Linked DNA regions of Sus scrofa: region 1 is linked to region 2. Evidence: chromatin contacts called from public HiChIP or PLAC-seq data. All regions are on one chromosome and are shown on one strand. Each heading gives the region's core, a stretch centred on a gene start, on an enhancer-like site or on the middle of the called end of the contact. The rest is flanking DNA. Distances are from core to core; before and after follow the strand shown.

Evidence for each region. HiChIP or PLAC-seq counts read pairs in DNA pulled down with a chosen protein or histone mark.
Region 1: a contact with region 2 is called in an H3K27ac HiChIP or PLAC-seq map of alveolar macrophages. The contact joins the promoter of GRM2 here to the promoter of DCAF1 in region 2. A contact is called at or near these places in 1 of 47 Hi-C or Micro-C datasets (skeletal muscle) and 1 of 2 datasets of contacts at active chromatin or transcription factors (alveolar macrophages).

What each region holds. Positions count from the first base shown.
Region 1 is chr13:33,920,459-33,928,343 of Sscrofa11.1, reverse strand. It overlaps GRM2 (metabotropic glutamate receptor 2), which reads right to left and starts at 4,041. Exons shown (of 7, transcript XR_002337548.1): 1 at 1,429-4,041. TEX264 (testis-expressed protein 264) reads right to left here. Exons shown (of 5, transcript XM_021068863.1): 5 at 4,169-4,767. The coding sequence ends at 4,475.
Region 2 is chr13:33,748,053-33,755,559 of Sscrofa11.1, reverse strand. It overlaps DCAF1 (protein VPRBP), which reads left to right and starts at 4,688. Exons shown (of 24, transcript XR_002337541.1): 1 at 4,688-4,794. It overlaps LOC110256236 (a long non-coding RNA gene), which reads right to left and starts at 4,560. Exons shown (of 3, transcript XR_002337545.1): 1 at 4,016-4,560; 2 at 339-510.

The sequences.
Region 1 (7,885 bases), core at 2,792-5,291, 170 kb before region 2:
CAGAGAGTAGAGGCCCAAAGAGAAAACAGGAGACTTAGAAGAATGTCCAACACCCTGCACAAACCTCCTGGGACCCCAAAGTCAACAGCTTTGCAGCAGGTCACAGTGACAAACTTAGGGGTCCAGTCCCCACCCTGAGCCTTAGGTTTCCAGAGAGGAGCTATTGCTGGTGGAGAACCCACCAGGGAAGAGGGAAGGAAGACCCTCTAAAGGGTAGTTAGTCTATGACCACTAGGGAAACTGGAGCCCTGGTGAGCACCCAAGGCGGCGGGGGGGGGGGGTGTCCTTGGCCTCTGGTTCTTAAAAAGCCATCCCCAGAGCTCCATGACTGAGGAAGTAATAGTCTCTAGGCCCTGGAAGTTAAGCAAGGTAGAGAGGCTGGACCCAGGGAGGGACAGTGAAGTGGCCACAGATCCTAAAATCAATAGGGAAAGTAGATGAGACTGTATGTGTGTATCATGGGTTGGGGGCAGTTTGTCTGGTCAAGATTACAAAACAGCTCAAGGTGAGACTTTTTGGACATTTTAGCTCTATGTTGAATGACGTTTGAGACTTTTTGCTTTTGTTTTCTCCTCAGCTCAGAATCAAGCAGAGAAAAATCACGATCTCTAGTTTCCCCATCCTCAACCTCAGGGCCCTGTTTACCCTGGTCCTGGCCCTCAGAGACCCTGTCTCCCTTTCCCACTCTGCACCTCATCATTTGTGCTCCAGCTGCCCTCCCAGGCACCCATCTCACATAGGATCTCAAAATCACACAGGCTTGGGAAGGCTAGGAGAGGGAAACTGAGCCTGAAGAAGGGCAGAACTAGTTCAAGGACCCCAGGCCCTGTCCACAGAGACTGGGCTCTTCATTTTGCCCCCTCAACTCCCCAGGGTTAATCTCCCACTGGGACCAGGCCAGGCCAGGGGGACTGTGATCCTGTGGATACCCAGAAAGAAGCAGCTCAAGCAGACAAACAGGAGAGAGGCAAGCATGAAGACCAACACAGGGACCCAGATGGGGGCTGAGGCCCAAACAGGTCAAGACCATGAGCTTCCCACGGGGGCACCTAGGACCAGAGCTCTAACAGGGACGGAACCCTAAAGGGGGAGAGAATCCTAAAAGAGGGCAGCTGGGGGCCTGGACCACAAAATTCGGGGAGGGAGCGATGGAGCCTGAGAGGCTGAGACAAAGACAGAGGCACAGATAGAAACACTGACCAAAGGACGGAGGGGCAGAAGGAATGAGGGAGCTAGATGCAGGGTGTGCGTTCTTTGGGGAAGAAAAGCGGAACACGGGGGGCTCTCTTCCCGCTTTTCGCAGCTCCTGGTGAGCACGGTCTGGACGCTCTAGCTAGCCCCTGAGCTCGAGGGCCCCAGGGACTCCCGGACGTGGGGTCAGGATCGATAAGGTCTGCGGCGGCTGCGGCACCACCCGGCTTATCCTACCTTGCGCACCTGGCTCTGGCACGGCGAGAAACGGAGAGGAGCCGGGGGCGCGGGTTTCCAGCTCCCGATAGCTCCCTCGCTCGCTTGCTAGCTCCGCGGCTCTGTGCTCTATGCCGCCCGCTCAACTGGCGCTTTCAATCGCAGCCCGCCCCGCCCCCGGCCCCGGCCCGCCCCCAGCCCCTCCTCCATTCCTCCTCCAGATCTCCCGCGCCCAACCTGGCCTCCGCCTCCTTTCGGACTCCTTCAGCCTCCCCTCTACTTCAGGACCACCAGCCCGGAGCTGTCCACCGCGTGGTGCTGAATCTCTGGGTGCTCGCGCTCTGTGCTGGAGCAGGTGCCTTTTGGCCCCCTCTGCTCAAGTCAGACTGCGTCCCAGAAAGCAGCGGGCATAGGGCAAGGGGCTGGGAAGGTCATTGAGCCCCGGAGGTGCACACAGTGCTATGGGCTTCCATCTCTGAGAGCAGCCGAGTTGGTTCTAGAGTTGTGGGCTGTCACTGGAGGTAAGTAAAGGGGCACGTGGGAGACAGGTGGATGGCCTGTCCTCACATCCATTCTGCCCACCCATGCACTGCAGTCAGTCCACATGCCAGGCCTGGCGTGAGGGCATGTGTCTTCAGCACCAAGTGAAAGCTAGGGCCTGAGTCACTAGGAGGAAAAAATGGGGTGGGGAGGGTGAGGTCCGAGGAGGGTGGGACCTTTTCTTCCCTCCTGCAGATGACCTTTAGAGATATTACTCCCCCTGCCCCCCACAAACAAAGCAGTGACTTTCCCCCACCCCTCCACTAACCTCCAGTCTCATGTGCAAAGGAAAAGAGACAGCAACATGGGGAGGGGGGGCCTATAGGACCAGGGATAACAGTCAACCCTGAGGGACAAGCTGGGGCTGGCAGGGGGATCTGGGAGGGAAGGGGGCTGGGGAAGAGGCTCCTGAAACTGGCTGCTGCGTAGGAGGGAATGAGAGCTGGAGCCTAAGCAGAGGGAGGACAGCTCTGAGGAGATGTTCTTGACTCTTTTTCCCTTCTGTTGCAGGGTGGGGAAGAATGCCCCTGGGGAGGTAGTGGTGGGTAATCTGCAATACCAGACTGTGCTGAAGGATTTGGGGAGGGAGCCTGCACCCAGAATTAGTCCCAGAGCCATAGCACACAAACACGAAGTGCTAAGGGGCACAGCATCTCTACACATGTTCCCCTGGTGCAGGCCTTTCTTCCACAGGTGTCAGTAGAGGCAAGGCTAGCTCAGACACATGAGCAAGTGAGCACACACTAAGCCCAGGTCCCTCTGGTACACACACCTACATGTGAGTTTGGTCATTGGGGAAGGGGAGCACAGAGGGTTTTCATCAAGGAAGGTAAGGCTTTTCCTCTGGACACAGAAGCCTAATGCCCTACTGCTTGGGAAAGAGCACAGCTGTGAAACAGACCAACACATCGAACCCCAACAAACTCAAACTCCATCACTAATAGGAGGCAAGGTGGCAGCAGGATGAGGGTTCAGAGCTGTCAGACAGGGCTGGTGAGACAGACATGCTGTCTTCAGGCTCCTGGTGCTCTCACCCACTCTGGCAGCTACAGAGCAACTTCTCCCTAGGGTAAGCGAGTGATGGGCTGGGCCCCTGGAGCAGAGGGGTTGAGAGCAGTAAGGTGCTGAGGTGAGGGGAGCTGCACAACAATCCCAGTCCACTCACCAAGGCAGCCTCACAAGAGACATGGGGCTTTCAATGCAGCGCAAGCCTGAGTGGCCCATTACTTGGCCTGCAGCAAATGAGCTGCAGTCCAGAGGCAGCACACAGATGTGTAGTTACACACCCAGCTATGCAGCCACCACTTCCAGCTGTGCACACAAAGACAGACACCCAGTCTTACATGCAGAGCTATACATGTGAATAAGGCCATACAAACAGCAGAATGCAAAACCACACACACAGCTATACACATGGACACATATGTAGCTGTACATATAGACATGTCCACAGACTTAAAGCTTTACACATGGACACAGAAAAACAGCTTTACACATGAACCACAACCACACACATAAAGCTGTACACAAATACATAGCTACACACAGATAGCTATATTTGGACAAAGCCCCCAGAGCGACCCTTCCAGGTAGCCAGCCTCACATCCCTATAATACAACCACATACAGTTAGACACTAGGCACAGCAACACGTGCACACAGCCACAAAGCTGTCTACATGAGTAGTCATGCCCAGCCACCATCACACCCTGATGCCCACTTGGGCACAGACTCACTGAGGATCACCATCACCTGACCCATCCGTGGTTACATACAAATTATCAAAGGCATGTGCACGTGCACATGCACACATGCAGGCATGCAGGCACTGGCAGGCAGAGCGGGGACATCCTCACCAGCTGAGCAGATAACAGTGTGAGCACATGCACACTCTAGCCACAGACACAAAAGCATCCCTTGGAAGCAAAGGCAGGCCATGAGCTCCGCACTCCTGAGCCCGGGAGGGCACCCCATGCTAGTTTTCAGACCCCTTGTCCTGATCTGCCTGCTCTCCAGCCTGGAGGAAGCCTCTGCGGCTGTTGCAATGAGGAGCAGCTGTCAATCCGGGTCTCAGAGCAGGGAGTGAATGGCCTCCAATTCCCCCTACCCCAGGGTACCTGGCCAAGTTCCCTCCTCTCCTCAGGTTGAGGATGCTCCTGCCTACTCCTGGCCTAGCTGCACAGGGCTCCCCAAGTTGGAACAAGTGCGTAGTACAAATCCAGTGAAACAAAGAAAATCATTTGCTTTATTCTGGGTCCTGGAAGCTTCAACATGAATCTGAAAAAGAGATGTAACAAGGGTAGCACCCTGTGTTCAAGGGCTGAGTGCAGACAACAGTCCCGGCTCCTTTGGCTCTGGTAGCCGAGAGGGCAGTGAGGAGAAGGCTTAGCTAGAGGCCCAGGGTAGCAGAATTCAGGCCTCCCTGAGACCCCTGGCCCCAGCCTGAGCCCAGGAGGTGGAGGAGGAAGAGGGCTCAAGAGTCTGCTCAGTTCCTTAGCAATGCACCATAGGAAGGCGCAGGCTGCAGGTTACTCCTCGCCCTTCTCAGGAGTACTGGGCTCCCGGGGCCACTTGGAAGCCCCCAGGGGCTCGGCATCAGGACTCAGCTTTGGCTCCCCTAAGGGTCCCTCACCCTCCAAGTCCAGCTCCTCAAAGGATGAGCCACTGGCGCCTGACTCGCTGTAACTATGCTCACTGTGGGTGTCACCGTCGTCCCAGCCACGGCTGCTCACCCCAGGGGACAGTGTGGCCGCTGAAGTCTCCCGGCTGCCAGGACCCACTTCCAGGCTTACAGAACTTGAGTCACTCATGGTATCAGCTCCTGGATCAGGAAGAGGAAGCACAGGTTAGTTAGGACCCCCACCTTCTCCTCCAGGGAGAGGATTGAGGCTCTACCACCAGCCCAGCAAGTCAGCATACACAGTGCGCTCATGAATAATAAAGCTACTCATGGCTCAAGAGGCTCATTTTGGCTGCTCTCTGCCCTCTGCCCTGACTGGGGCTGCACTGATAGGGCAGAGGGAAAGAACAGGGAGGGAGGGCAGCCTGCAATGCACTCCTCTCCCTACCCTCAGCTTCCTGCGCTTCCACAAAGCCTGCTGCTCGCTGGTCCCCAACAGTCCACTAAGGACCACTCAGCCCCAAGATAAGGAGCTGAGGGAAGAACAAGGAGACCCAAATAGAGTCCCCTCCTCCACTCCCCATTCCAGGCTTGGAGAGAGGTTTTTCCTAGGCCAGATGTAGAACACTCCCCATAAGGCTCAAAGATAGAAGGGACCAGGAGGCCCACTCTCCTGTCCCTCTCGCCCTATGTAGGGCTCCCCAAGGAGTGCCCACATCCAGGGAATTGGCTGGCCCCTGCCTCTGGCCCACACCGAACCGCAATCTGAGGAGGAAACCGGGGGAGGAGTAGGATGGAGAAGTCCTGAGAAATCCTCAACCAGTTGAGTGGGAGGAGGGTGCTGGGACTTTAAGCACTTTAAGGGCTTTCTTCCTCTATGCCTGGATCACCCCAGAGGAGCCCTTACCCACCCCCAACCATCAGCAGCTGGAGAGCCCTGAGACCCCTCCCAACCTACTCCTCCTACCCCTAACATGTCTTTCAGGCAGGTTCATCTGCCTGGTTCGGAAGCAGCCCCTCAATTCATCCCCCAACACTGCAGATCAGAGGCACTGACAGCAGTTGGGGGTGGCAAGGAGGGACAAAGAGCTCAGGCCCAATGTGTGCAGGAATCCAGATTGAGAGAAGGGGGATGTGCCTCCCTTCCTGTGTGAGGGGGACGGGGGCAGCCATCAAACATCACATAAGGTGAGGGGTGGGCCAGCTTCCTCAGATCCTGGCTCCATGATGATGAAGCCCTGAGCTCAGCACAGCTGGGGACTGCTTGGCATTTGGACTTGGCCTGGAACTTTCATTGAGCCTCAGCTGGGGCCCAGAGTGAGGGTGGGGGGGTTTGGGGTCTGCTCCCCCAACCCCTATGGCCCCAAGAAGATGAACTCTGGGCCCTTCTGGCAGAGGTGAGATGAGCCCTGCAAGTGCCAGGCTGCTGGCCTGGGGCCCTCTTCTTGCTGGAGCCTCAGTGTTGGCTTCCAGGCTGGAGGTATTCAACAGTGAACCAGGACTACTGCCTGAGTTATGGGTGGTTCCCTGTAATCCAGGGACAGGACTCCAGCCCTACTTTCTCTCCTTAAATGATGACTGGTGCTCCAGAGGCTGCAGGCTTGAAAGGAGCAAAGGAAAGGGGTAATTGCTCCCTGGCCCCATTAAGTTCTATCCACCCTCCCACCCAAGAGCTCTCTTGGGACCCAGGTATGGGAACCTGCCTACTTGCCAGCTGGCTTCCTCCTCCCTCTCCCAGTTCCCAGCTAGGAGTGATAAAAGGAAGGAGCCCAAGGGTGTCCCTTCAGGAAAGGGCCTAGCGTGCTGGAATGAAGATAGTCCCTGGACACATGCAGACACTTCTGGCAAAGGCAGGGAAGTGGCAAACCTCCAGCCCCACCAAGGTCTGCATAGGAGGAAGTCTCAGAGTCCTGGGCCTGTGTTTCAGGGCAGAAGAGGCCAGGCAAGGCAGGGTGGCACCTAAGTCCCCAAGGCTGCTGGGGTAGAGAATGATGCTGCCACCTTCATTCAGTGGCAATCCATCCCTCCTCCACTGCTCACAGCCAGTGCAAGGAGATCAAATATTCATCACCTCTCTGGAGCTAAATAATACATCAATGTAATAACAGGCACAAGGCAGCTAATCACCCCCTTTCACCTCCCTGCCCAAGCGGGGGCCACAGCAGGGAGGCAGGCAGGACAGGCCAAGCCTTGGGCAGTCAGGCGCTCACCACACACTGCTGTGCAAGCAGCATGCACCTGGCAGGCAGACACCCACAGTCCACCCCAGGTGTCAAGGCAGACCCTGTCAGAGGTGGGCAGACCCCTCGGCCCATACTCCAGGGAGTGGGCGGGCAGGCTGGTGGGGAGGGCAGGCCGAGGAGCTGATGGCGTGGGAGCTAGGCTGCAGCCAGCTGTATCTGGTGCCAAGCAGTCCTTCAACACCCCTGGCAGGTGGTGTTTTGAAGGGAACTGGGTGGGTGGGCCAAGGAGGGGGAAGCAGGCAGCAGAAAGAGGTTGAAAGAAGGTCAAGGCACTCCCCTTCCTGCCCTGGGGACTGCCTGGCCTGCTGACCTTGTGCCATGTGCTGTGTCCACAGTAGGGGCACTGAAGAGTGTCTGCCAGGCACTGTCAGGCGGGTGGGAGCAGTGCCCCATGGAGGTAATTAAGTGGCAGATGAAGTTAACTGTGTTGGACATGGCCCCTAGGGAGTGAAGACTGCCTTTCAGTACCCACCCCCCGCCCTTGCCAACACATGTCTATCAGGGTGACCTTGGCTGTTGAAGATTGGATGCACAAAGGGAGTCTCCTAAAACAGGAGGTAAAGAGTTACTCTCCTCCCAGCCCTGTACCACTCCCACAAGTCATGGACCTCCAGAGTCACAAGCTCTGGCTAAGCCTTGGACCCTCTAGGACCAGCTGGAATGTTACCAGCAGGTCCCCTTGTCCATGGGGACAGTCCAGGGTCACAAAAGGTCATGGTAGGTGGGTGGGCTGAGAGCAGGCCAGCAACCTGCTGGCCTGGACCTGGGCTATGAAGGCTGGCTCTGACGGAAGGGCAGGGCACTGACCTCCTGGCTCCCTGGCTCCCCTCTGCATGCTCTCTGGTTCCTCACTGGCAGGAAGAAAGCAGCTGGCTCTGGGCTCGGCCTCATATTAGGGGACACCTTGTTCCCCTCTTTACCGTCTAGATCCAGTGCCAGTCTCACTTCCTGATGAGCCCCACCCAAGTGACACCTTTCCTAAGCAGCCTCAGCCCCCTCCCACAAGCATCCAGCTGTCTGTGATCTATTTCCAAGGGTACTCCTGCTGCATCTAAACAGCATCTGAGGAGGGTCTT
Region 2 (7,507 bases), core at 3,439-5,938:
ATGGCTTAAGGCAATGCCAGATCCTTAACCCATTGAGCGAGGCTGGGGATCAAACCCGCAGCCTCACGGTTCCTAGTCAGATTTGTTTCTGCTGTGCCACAATAGGAACTCCTATAGTTCATTTTTAAATTACATTATAGAAGATTGTTTAGTGACATGAAAAATAACACTGTATTAACTGAATAAATAGATCATAAATAATATACAAGATACAGTCTTAAATATATCTTCAGAGTCTCTTTTTTAAATATATGTTCACATATCCAGGTATATAGGTAGGTAGGTAGGTAGAATCATCAAAATATTTAGAAGTGATTTTCTCTAGATAGTGAGATTACCTATGATTTTTGTACAAAATTGACTTCCATCCTGGGAACCTCCACATGCCACAGGTGTGGCCCTCTCAATGTGGCCTCCTCTTTGTCTTCTGGAGTAGGATATCTTTTTGAAGGTTTCTGGTCCATTTGGTTGAAGATTGCTCAGCCTTTAGTTGTGTGAATTTTGCTGTTTCTAGGAGAGAAGTTGAGCTCCAGTCTCCCCTTTTTTTTAAGATTTTTATTTTTTTCTATTATAGTTGGTTTACAATGTTCTGTAATTTCTGCTGTACAGCAAAGTGACCTGGTCATGTATGTGTATATATATATATATATATATATATATATTCTTTTTCTCACATTATCCTCTATCATGTTCCATCACAAGTAACTAGACATAGTTCCCTGTGCTACACAGCAGGATCTCGTCACTTAGCCACTGGGAGCAGATCCTCTTAAATCTACTCATTTTTCAGTTCTGTGCTGGGACAGAGAGTGGATAGATGATCCCTAAGAGTAGTTACTTCCCAGTGTATCTGAAAATGTGCCCTAGGGGTTTTCTGTTTAAGGAGCTTGTTTTTCATTTTGATGAGGAAAGCTTGAGCTCTTTCAGCTGGCAGTAGAAGTGGGGGCAAATAGAAATCAACCAGGGCTGAGGTCATCCTGAAGAAAGGCAACAGGGACAGTCAGGGACCAAGAATGATCGCAATAGGAACAGCTATCACCTAGCTAGCACCTCCCGCCTGCCAGGCCCCAAGCTAAGCACTTGAGATGCATGATCATGCTTAGTCTTCACAACTGCTAGAGAGGAGGTGTTATTTATCCCATTTTCCAGCTGAAGAAACTGAAGCTTGAAAAATAAATTAAGCCACCCTAGTTGGTAAATGGGAACACCAGTGTTAGGATGCAGGTCTGTTTACCTCCAAAGCTAGACTCAACTGTGGCCAATCTCCTTCTGCAAACCCTTGCCAATAAAGAGGAAAATGTTTTCTCAGCCCTGCCCATCAGCGACAGGGTTAAAGAGAGAAGGAGGGAAGGGGGGAATTTGAGCCTGATATTACCCAGATCAGCTCTTGGAAAAGGGACCCTTGATTGCTTGGCTTCTCTAATCTTTAATGAGACCCACTGGGAGGCAGCTGTTCTGATTTACTTCTGTTATTCAGATGATTTAAGTGAGGCCCTGGGAACCACCAAGGGGAGTCCTTGAAGTCTGGCTGAGCAGTGGTTCTGAGGTGGATCTGCTAGATAAAATATAGACTGTCCAGTGCAGTTTTTAAAAAAAGCATTTTTATTAGTATCTTCTGCACACACTTTATTTTATTTATTTATTTTTGGCTGCACTTGCAGCATGTGGAAGTTCCTGGCCCAGGGATCAAATCTGAGCCACAGCAGTAACAGTGACAATGCCAGGTCCTTAGCCACTAGGCCACCAGGGAATTCCTCCAGTTCAGTTTTAATTTCAGATAATAATTTTGAAAAGTCTAGGTATGTCACATATATTGCCTGGGGCTCCTCATGGATGGGATCCTGGTGTGTGGGAGTGGGGGTGAGGTTGGGGGGCATTGCTGTTTCACTTCCCACTTGAGTCTCAGGCCCCTCTATGAAGCTGGGCCACAGGAATAGGAAGGGGACTGATTCCTGGGGACTGCAGTGTCTATGGCTACAGGACAAGGTGGAGCCTCCATTTCTCCCTCTGTGAAACATAGAATAGTGGACATGGATGTAATTACACAGGGGTAGTTGCTTTGCACATCACTTGAGCAAGTGCTCCAGCTTTCTAGGGGGCTAGAGGGGCTCCTAGGAAGGGGGAGGGTACCAAGTGAATGATTAGAATTCCCTCTTTTTTTTTTAACAATTCCTCTTTGTCCAGGTTGGGGGTCCCCAGAATCTGGAAGCCCCGAGCCTCTTTGGTGGCTCCTGTGACCCTGGACACTTGCGGTAGCAGTCTTGTTCAGCCAACAGTAGAGTGATAGTGGGTGTGGGACAGAAGGAGACACAGGAGTTATGGCAGCACCAGAGTGGGGATGGGCTGATGGTAGCACCTGGGTAAGATGAGCCTGGAAGTAAGTGATCAGAGAGAAGTGGCAGAAAAGTGATGAGAGGAGTTGATGCAGAGGGGAAGAGCATCCTGAAGCCCAGAGGACTTGATGCCCCAGAGTATGGGCAGGAGTGGGGAATGAGGGCAGGATGGAACATTCCTAAGCCTGTAGACCTTGGTGCTTGGGCCAGGGCTGGGCCACTCCTGCCCTTCCTCTGTGACTGGGCAGCCCTCAGGCAAGACTTCTTGCCCATTTGGATACTGGATGCTTCTTTTTGAGACATACCACAGGGAAAGATGGACACAGGCAGAACAGAGAGAGAGAGAGTCCAGAAATGGTCTTCCAAAGAGGCCAAGGAATATTTTTCCAATGACTCAGGCATGATGTGCCAGACCAAGCTGGGTGTGTGGGCCTGATTTATCTGGAGCTTTGTGTTTGCACATACTTAGATGTCAAAGTGTTGGCTGTGAGGAGTGGTGCCAATGCACAGGAGTGCATGCTTGTATCTCTGACACATATGCCTGGCCTGTGAAATGTATCAATGAGCATGCTTAAAATGTATGTACAGCCCCGATAACCTGAGTGCAGTCTCTTCCTCTTCCTGGGGCAGGAGTCTGGGAGTGCCTGCAGGTATGTGGCTCTGTGAGTGCCTGTGTGTGTGTGTGTGTGTGTGTTGGGAGAGGTAGGAGGGCTACAGGCATTATAGAACAGAGATTCTGGAAGGAGAGGTTGCTGGACAGGGCCTGTGTAGCTAGCTCCTGTTCTACTTCCCCAGCCTCCTGGGCCCTGGCTCCTCCATAGGCCCTCTGGAATACCCTTTATTCCCATCATTTACCCAGGGTCCCAGGCTGATTTTCTGAAGGGGAACAGTGCCATCAGGTGGCAGGTTGGGGATGTGCCAGGAACAGGAGAGCTGGACCCTGGGTTCCCACGAGGGCTCTCTTCCTTTCAGGATTTCAGTCAGTGGGGAAGTCACAACCACACTGGTTACATCAAGGACAGAGGGAAAGTTTCTAAGTCCTAAATGCTCCATCCTCATGCATTTTGGGTTCAGAGCCCAGGGAGGCATGGCAGGAAAGTCAGCTGAAGGAGTCAGCTGAAGGAGGATTGATGTAGGAAGTTATGGTCCAGGCTCTCTGCACCCATGAACCTGGGCCCCATTCCTTGGGCCACAGTCTGGGCTCAGATTTCTCATTTGTATAGGCGGCTAACTGTACTACCCTGTGGGGTCCTAGCGGCCATTACTGAGATCAGCAAAGTTCCAGAACCACAGAGACAGAGAGTTACAAGACATGAAAGAGGTGCAGAGAGACAGAGGTGCAGAGAGAAGACACACTTCTATAGCACTGCCACCCATCATTGTAGAATTTTGTGCCTGAGTAGCTGCTTCAAGTTACACACTGAAGTGAAGGAGGGAAGTCTCTTTCTGGAAAGAGGGCAATGGGCTCTGGTGGGAAACAGAATCAAGAGACCCACCATCTAGGCTCTTGCTAGTTTCTTACTAGCTATAGAACGTGAGCATGGCAGCAGGCTTGCTATGTTCCATGTTCCTCATGTGAGAGTGCTGACTGTGAGAATTCCATAAAAATGTACAGAAACTTGCTCAGGAACTCCCAGAAATAAAGCCTTGGTAGGATCTTGTCCAGGAGAGATTCTGCTTACCCATGGAGCTACATTTCTCTTTCATGCCTCCAAAAAAGAAATCCAGTGTCAAAGAAATCCAGTGTCAGAGTCAGGGGTCGCTCTGGTTCTGCGGCTAACTGGTTGTGTGATGTTAGTCATGTCACTCAGTATGACCTGGTCTCTCTTCTCCCACCTGTAAAATAAAGGAATTAAATTAGATGGCTTCTGAGGTCAGCCCTGTCTTAATCTATGTCTTTGGTTTTTTTTCCTTTTCTCTGCCTCACATATAATACCTAGGATGAATATTTATTGATCCTACAGGCAAGGTCTTAAACAGAAAGACAAAGAAAAAAACAGAGCCTTCTGTTAAATGAGTGCTGGCATTTCACATATACTTTGGGAAATACTCTTAGATCCTGGTATATTCTAGGTATAATGGGGCAAATGAGAGAATAAAGCAAAGGCCCTTGTCACCCAGGACCGAATAAGATACTGAGAGGGTATTTAGCAATTAGAGCCTAAGCTTGGGAGGATCGGGTCTTTCACTTCACGCTTCCGGTTTCCTGAGTAACCAATGAGTATGTAGCAGTTCGCGTTTACGCTAAAAACTACACTTCCCAGAAGCCAATGCGCGGGGGCAAAGTGCTCGAACGCCAATCAGGATTAGCGGGCCCCTCCCATAGAGGCGGAACTCCATTTCCCAGGCGGCTCTGGGGCTCGTCGATATTCCTCCGCTCACCCTGGCCTTCTCCTCCCGCCTTCTGCCAGGGAGCCTCGCGCCAAGTCGGGAGAGGCGCGCGCGCGCGCGCGTGCGCGGGGTACGTAGCACGCGAGTGACGCATAATATGTGGGCCGCTCTGGAGCCGTGGTCGCACTGTGTGTGAGTGAGGGAGAGTGAGTGCGGGACCTGAGGCTGTGTGTGTGAACTGTGGCCACTGGCGGGGTCAGGGGGGTGCGGCGGAGCCGCCTGGGAAGGTGAGTAGAGAAAGGAGGGAGACGGCTCTTTCGGAGTGGCGCGAGGAGACAGGGCGCCGGGCCAGGCGGGCGGGAGAGTGGGCGCCGGACTGGGGGAGGGGCGGCACCTGCCTGGGCCGCCGGCGGAGAGGGGGCGGGCCGAGCCTCGGGGGAGGCTTGGTCTGCGGCCTGACAGGACTTTCTCTCCTCCCGATTCTTGGCTCAGGGGCGGGGCTTTCACGTTCTTGCTCCAGCCGGCAAAAGAAACTTCCCTAGAGTAACTCTTCAGCCCAGAGTAGGGGGCAAGGCTGTGCCCGCCCCTACCTGGAGGAGGGGCGCCTCTTATTTCCCTCATCACCTTTCACCTTCCAGTCCCCCCCGTCTTCCTCCGTACGGACTGGGGGCCTCCATCTTCCTGCTGTACGCCCCCCCCCTTTCCTATACTGTCTCCGCCTCCAGCCACCTGGGAGGGCTTTCCCCCTTCCTCGGCCTCTTGCCGCCTCCCCCGGCACTAGCTGGGCACCGTAATGGGTCGAGGGGGCGGAGCTCTCCTGGCACTCCTCCCACTCCCATGGTGGAAGGGAGGGGTGGAATGAGATGTGTGTGGGTCCTGCAGCTTGGAGCCAAACCTTGGAGTACCCGCCAAGTTTCTCAGGAGCCTGTTTCTGGGGGTTATAGTCGTTTTTAACTGGGTGTCAGGCGTTTGGCTTAACTCTCTCTTCCTAGACGGTTTTGGTCTCACTTCCTCTTACTGCATGTTAGCACTCGGGTTTCGCTTGTGTTGAAGTAGTTTTGGAGTGTTTGTAGTAGTTCTTTTTGAGTCCCAGCTGACTTGTCCTTGTCTATGTCACGTTGGCCTCAATTTTTCTTACGCTGTCTTTTCAATGAAGGATTTTAATTAGCCTACGTGTTTTAATGATTATTAGCAGCATCTTCGTGTTCTAAAAGCTTTTTAATGTACAGAGTGAGAGGTTCATTGGCATTGTTCTGTAATTTTCTTGTCCAAGTTTACGGGAGTTTACTTTTAAGGTTTATGTGAACTTGTATAGTTACACTCTTTAGAAATCAATTTGTATTTTTTCTACTTGATGCTGTCAAGATTTGGCCTTTGTATGTAACAGTTATTGTCCATTTTCCAGTGATAGTGTATTTTTGGATGTGAGATATTAGATACAGAATTTGGGAGCTAGAATGGAAATCCTTTTATGTTCAAAATCTCTTGAGTAATTGCTGAGCACAGTGTTTTACTATTCTGTCTGTTGTCCAGTAGTATGAAACACATGTTTGAAGTGATCGAAGTTGGTTTGTTACCAGTTTTCTTATATTTCTGTCATGGTCATAAAAAGTAATAGAGTATTGTTATACATGTTCTTATATGTTATAGACGTAATTAGGTAAATTTTACTCGAAGCTCCAAACTTGGGTTTTTTTTTTTCCCAGTTTTTTTTTTTTTTTTTTCAAATAAGGAAGAAGGTGTACAGACATTTTAACCTTATGGGATTTTACCCTTGTGGGATCTATCCTTAATGAGTACTTTTTTTTAGGCTTTGGGATAGTTTCTGCAGAACAGTCCATTCAGTATTGTGTATTAGAGGTTCACATATTTTTTTGGTTTAATTTAAAAGTTACAGAAGATAACAAAATAGTGGAAAAATGGTGAATCTAGAGTAATAACAGTGAAAAAAATCTTTCTCCTACCCTTATCCCTTAGAAAGTCAGTTACCTGCCGCAAAAATAATAGTTATTATCTGTTTTTTAAAAAAAATTTTTAATTAAAATTTTTTTTGACTGATTGTGTGGAAGTTCCTGGGCCAGGGATCAAACCTGTGCCACACAGTGATCTGAGCTGCTGCAGTGAGAGTGATAATGCTCCACTGCGCCACAAGGGAATGCCTATTATCTGTTTCTTATGAATTTTTCCAGGACACACACACAGACTTTTCTCACTTGACAACATTTTGAGAGTTGGTCCAAATTAGGAAAGAAGTTCCTGTTGTGGCACAGCAGAAATCAACCCAACTGGTGTCAGTGAGGATGAGGGTTCCATCCCTGGCCTCACTTGGTGGGTTAAGGATCTGGCATTCTCACGAGCTGTGGTGTAGGTCACAGACACTGCTCACATAACGCCTAGCCAGCAGCTCCAGGACTGATTCGACCCCTGGGCGGGGAAATACCATATGCCCAGGTGAGCCCTGAAAAGCAGAGAAAACAAAACACAAATCAGGAAAGGAAATCCTTCCTAGTTTTTTTTCTTCTTTTTAATTAAAAAAAATTCGGGCGTATTAAAAAGTTGAAAGAATAGTAAAATGAATACTTGTTTATCCATCTAGATTCAACAGTTATTATTAATATTTTGCCATATTTTCTCTTATAGGTGGATATGACGTACATTTATTTTTGTGGAACCATTTGAAATAAATTTGCAGACACAGCACCCCTAAATACTTTGGCAGACATCCTTTAGGATAAGGACTTTCTACATATTTTTTGTGGAAATTTATGTTATTCCATTTTATGGACAGTCTTATTTAATCCTCATGACAACCATTTCCATTTTACAGATAAGGAAATTGAGAT